Linked DNA regions of Macaca mulatta: region 1 is linked to region 2. A link is a contact called in public Hi-C data. All regions are on one chromosome and are shown on one strand. The core of a region is the stretch at or near the end of the contact, and the rest is flanking DNA. Distances in the headings are between cores, read along the strand shown.

Region 1 (2,700 bases), core at 68-2,567, 120 kb before region 2:
AATGTCGGCCTTCAAGTGGCCTCAAAAATCAGAGACACAGAAATGTGCAAAGCAACTGGATATAAGACAGCACAGGGTGGTGGGAGCCAGGGTGAGGTAGAAAACATACTCCTCTTAGAGGCATTCAAGTTTTATAAAACATGACACTCCCCAAGTGAAATACCTCTGAAGATCTGACTTGTCTTATCAGATGCCTGTCTTCAAATTCAAGTCTCAGTGCCACCATGACTATCCCCTAATTTATTCGATGGTATGTCAGGCATTAGCTGTTCACTGAAAACTGCTAACCTTAATCATTGTTCCTTGAAGGAAATATTTTTACTCCCTATTGTAAAGACGTTGAGTAGTCTTTCATACCCCTTTCTGTGAACATGAGAAAATTATACTTTCTCACCTTTCAGTTAAGCAAAGCTACTCGTTCTGGCCAATGATGAGTGCGTTTAACTACTGGTACAAGGCTTTACAACATTTGCTTTTGGGGCCACAGTGATTACAGAGGAGGCCTAATGTTGAGATGGCTGAGTCTAAAAACAGGCAACCTTGATCTTGTGTGCTTATTGGGAGGATAGTATTGAAGAGACAAACATGGTCATAGCAAACTGCATGCATGGGACAGTTCACCTTTTGAGATTACTTGTTACTGTAACACAGATTAGCCAGTCCTAACCAAAATGATCCCATAACAAATAACATTCAGATTGTCTAAGGCTAATGATGGAGATACAATTTCAGGAGGGGTTAAGGCATTTGGACTTCATAGTCCCATTTCACAATATTGACCAAGATTTACATTCTCCGTGGGGGTGGCTCTACAACTGATAGAATCACAATAATCTCGGTTTGGGGGGAATGTGCCTATGCCTCCTACCAGTGGACACACGATTCTTCTCTTAAACTATATGGCCCTTGAGGGTAGAGAGCATATTTTAGCAGCTAACAATTTTTGAGCCCTGAAGCAGGCATGGCAAGTATGGTGTTAAGTGCTTTGACTAATTTTTATTTTAAATGCTCAGAGAAACCATATAAGAGAAGTGTAATCATCCCTTATTTTATAGCTGGAGCGGAGGGAGTCTAACTGACATGACCGCGCGCATAGCTAGATCTTGATGAAACATACTGACTTTGGCGGCCAAGCCCAAACCAAGCTCAGGGAGATGGTTTGTCCTTCTTCCTTCCAAACTGCCTGGGACTCAGCTTCTGAGTTTCTGGGTTTTATTTGTTGTTGTTATTTGTTTGTTTCAATCCATGAAGCCTGCTCCCCTCTTGATGATGAGAAACTGTGAGTGCATGTCTTCTTTGGAGGAAGTGGCTTGTGGCCTTGCCCTGTGATCCTCTGATAAGAATATGTTCTCAGAAATACAACCCAATAGACCAAACTTTCACACAAAGATATGAAATGAGAGAAGGAAGGAGAAGACAGATGAATAGAGATCTTCATACACGTGCAAGATGGGGAAAGGAGAAAGAGGAATTTGCATTCTTTCATTGGAATATTACATTCTTTCACGTCTAATGCCAAACATACAAATAATATAATAAGAGAGTAATAAAAGTGGTGTGAGCACAACTCAGCAGAAAGATTGGCTAACCCAGCGGGGTGACAGAAATGTTACTAGAGGTGTCAGTGGTGCACTGAAGTTTAAAAGAGTATGAGAAATCTTCCAGGCTGTCAAGGCATGGGGATTTGATGAGAGTGTTTGCGTTTGTTATTGTTGTTGATGGGGGTGGCGATGGTGTGTGTGTGTGTGTGTTTGTGTGTGTGTGTGTGTAGAAAGAGAAAGAGAGAGAGAGAAGTTTTTAAGTACTGTATGTATTTTAAGAAGATTGAATTATCTAAGGTTAGGAGCATTTAAAATAATAGCAGAATAAAAGTCAAATACTTAGAAACACACAGCAATGAGACAAAATGATCTCTAAAGGGGCTTTTAAGTATGTTTCAGTCCACAAAGGGTCTCTATAGCCCCTATTCTTATTTTTATTCCCACCATCCCCCAGAACTTTCCATTCTTAGGTGACATCCAAGGCTCTGTCCATTCCTGCTCCAGCCCACCTGCCACCTTTATCCATAAAACCTGCTGGTCCTACCAAGTCAGACAATCTATTGTCAGGAAAATGTTTTATGATTCTCTTCTTCTGCAGTCTTGCTGGAGCTCACTTTCCCCATCTTACTGTCTCAGGTCAGGTTCCCTGGGAAATAGGCTCTTGAGATGAAGGTTGGCCGTTAAGAGATGCTTAGGAAGGGTTCCTGTAGAAGAATGAGGAAGCAGGGGAGCTGGGATGCCTTTGCTGGGGAACTCTAGGACCAGAGAGCCCTTCAGTGTGGTCCCAAGGTATGCCAAGTGGGGCAGGCATGAGCCTTGCCTGGATCAGGCAAGCTGTTTTGGAAGCAGTTTTACAAGAGGCAGCTACCTTTGGCCAAGGTTGATTCCTGGGATGCGAGCCTTCCACATCCAACAGTCCCAGCTCATGGGATCATGACTGCCTTGGTTCTGTAGGGAATCTGCATGAAGCACTCAAGCATCCACCTTGCGATGTATCACCTGAGCCCTGTTCAGTAGGTGGAGCAGCAAGTCCTGTTTCTCCCCCGTGGCTCTTTATTTTAAACCTCATGTGTTACCATGTGGCAGCGTTCACTAGGAATGAGCGGTGGGCACCTGAGTTGTTGTCCAGGACACAGACCTGGATTCTGTACTGTGTTCC
Region 2 (2,700 bases), core at 116-2,615:
CCCACCCCCCACTGCTCACTCCTGCTGTGCACCCTGGTTCCTAACAGGCCACAGACCACTGCCAGTCAGTCCATGGCCCACAGGTTGGGGACCCTGGCCCTAGGTAGTAATGCCTGTGCAGCCTTTGGAGTTGATAAAGGACCCTCGTGTTGCTTAATATTAACGTGTGCTTTCAACACATATTTATCACCTACTATGCACTGGGTACTGCTCTAGGAGCTGGAGATACAGTGGTGCGTGAGACAGTACGTCCTTCTACGGGGCCTACGTTCTGTTTAGGGACAGAGATGATAAACCAGCAAGCACACGGAACCTAATAAATCAGCTAGAGGTGATGTGATGGGGAGGTGGTCAGAGATGATGAGTAAATCAGTTAGAGGTGATGTGATGGGGAGGTGGTCAGAGATGATGAGTAAATCAGCTAGAGGTGATGCGATGGGGAGGTGGTCAGAGATGATGAGTAAATCAGCTAGAGGTGATGTGATGGGGAGGTCAGAGATGATGACTGAATCAGCTAGAGGTGATGCGATGGGGAGGTGGTCAGAGATGATGAGTAAATCAGCTAGAGGTGATGCGATGGGGAGGTGGTCAAAGATGATGACAGGGACAGACCCTTTTAGGGCTTGGCAGGCCACAGAGCAACCCTGGATCTTGTGCTGGGTTTGTGGGAAGCTGCTGAGGGATTAGCAGCAGGAGGCATGTTGGCTGCTGCTCCCTGCCTGCTTCTCGAGGCGTGAAGGGCTCAAGTCTGTGACTCATTCACGACATTTCTCAGGAGAGCCTCTGAGGCAGGTGTGTCAGCCTCATCTAAAAGATGGAGAAGCTCAGTCTCGAGGCAGTCGCCAGGATGAGGGAAAGGTCCACCTACAACGGCACTTCCTGCACAACCTCAAATGCCAACCATGTGGCAAAGCGTGTGGGCGTCCGCCGCGGGGGATAAGACACGCCTCCCATCAAAGAGCAGATGCTGAGCATGCTTGGCCTCGCAGGCCGTAGGTCTCTGCTGCAACCGTCAGCTCCACCTGGCAGCACAGAAGCAGCCGACGGGACGTCAGTGAGTTACCTTGGCTGTGTTCCAGTGAAACTGTTTACACAGGCAGGTGGAAGTGACTGTGGCGATGGTTGCGTAACTCTGTGAACACACTGGAAACCATTGAATGTGTACTTTAAATATCTGAATTGCGTGGTACGGGAATTATGTCTCAGTAAAGCTGTATGGATAAACAAAACAGAAACAGATGATGAAGCCGGATTTGACCCAAGGGCCATGGCGTGCTGCCCTCTGGTCTAGAAGGTTGGTTTGAGCTCCTCTGACTGTTTTCTCTGCCCTTGGCCTTGCATGGCTTGAATCCACACCCCTTCCAGATCTGCTCTGGCTGCTGTGACAAAGCACTACAGACTGGGTGGCTCAGAACAGCAGAAACACATTGGCTCAGTCCTGGAGGTCCGAATTCTGAAATCAAGGTGTCAGCAGGGCGCTGCCTGGTCTGAAACCTGCAGGAGAGCCCCTCCTGGCCGCCTCCAGCTTCTGTGGTTTGCCAGCCATCTATGGCATTCCTGGACAGATCAATGCATCGCTGCAATCCTCCGTCTTCCTCCGGCTGCCTCTTCCCTGTGCGTCTTCACCCCGTCTTCCGTCAGTGTCCAAATCCCCCCTTTGTATCAGGACATCAGCGGTACGGGATTGAGCCCCGTGCTAATCACCTCGTGGTAACTTGATTGCATCTGCAGATACCCTGTTTCCAAAGAAGGTCACATTCTGAGATACTAGGGGCTAGAACTTCAACATACTGTTTTGGGAGGACACGATTCAACCCATGACGACACCTATGCCCACCTCCCCACACAGCACAGAAACTGCCACGAGGCTGCGTTCCTCCCCTGCACTTGGTTTGCCCTGGGCTGTAGGTAGGGGTTGCCTGGGTGCTGACTCAGGGTGGCCGGCATTTGCCCAGCCACCGTGTGAGTGGATGCTGTTGTGTGTACGTTGGCAGAAACTGAGTCACAGCTTGGTGAGAACTTGGAAACCATTTCCCAACTCTGGCAGTTTCCCTGTAGAGAAGGTGAGTTCCGGGTGAGAGCGAGTGCTTTCCACAGGGACCCTGGCTGGCTGTTGCTGGGTGCTACGCCTTTCACATACTCAGGCTGACCATCCTCATATGTAGTTTGCTCTGGAATCTGCGGTGTGAACAGGGCTCAGCGAAGGCAGCCCACGTGCGGCCCAGGTGGCGTCAGCTGGGGCAGCTCTGAAGCCGGGCAGGAGCCCCTGCAGGCCCGCACCCCATGCTTCTGGTGCTTGATCTGGCTGCTGGCTGGGGCCTCAGCTGGGGCTGGCAGTCGGATATCCTCACGCCATCGTGCCCAGGAGCTGCCAAAGGCCCAGTGCTCTGACTACCTGGGACAGCCTGAGCACGGGTCTTGGCGGCCACATCTTCCCTGCTCCTCCAGGCTCACTCTGAACTTCTTTGACCTGCAGCGCCCGTGCTCTCCCTGCCTCTCTGCTTTGCCCCGGCTGTTGCTGCCACCTTGGTCTTCCTCACTGTCTTCCTCTGCTTCTCCTGTTCCTGCCCAGCTCTGCACATCCACACTCCAGCCCTCTCTGTGACCCAGTCCAGGTGTGACCTCCGCGAAGTCACTTGTGCCTGGTTGTCATGCAGGAAGCCCTCCCCCCACATGGCCCACCCTACTGCGGTCACAGCC

Evidence for each region. A called contact is a pair of places that touch in the nucleus more often than the background predicts.
Region 1: a contact with region 2 is called in a Hi-C map of CD4 T cells, with 3 times the contacts expected there. The contact joins two enhancer-like sites. A contact is called at or near these places in 7 of 14 Hi-C or Micro-C datasets (CD4 T cells, blood, cortical neurons and 3 more).

The regions. Positions count from the first base shown.
Region 1 is chr13:117,923,583-117,926,282 of T2T-MMU8v2.0, reverse strand. No RefSeq gene overlaps it. Among named protein-coding and RNA genes, the nearest start is that of RNF144A, 7.5 kb to the right of the region's middle. Within about 2 kb of position 1,317, at least 5 of the 40 cell types and tissues checked have an H3K27ac peak or open chromatin away from gene starts, as enhancers often do. A contact at or near this core is called in CD4 T cells and blood, where this site is marked.
Region 2 is chr13:117,803,351-117,806,050 of T2T-MMU8v2.0, reverse strand. The region is part of intron 8 of RNF144A (ring finger protein 144A); the gene reads left to right. Among named protein-coding and RNA genes, the nearest start is that of RNF144A, 110 kb to the left of the region's middle. Within about 2 kb of position 1,365, at least 9 of the 40 cell types and tissues checked have an H3K27ac peak or open chromatin away from gene starts, as enhancers often do. A contact at or near this core is called in CD4 T cells and blood, where this site is marked.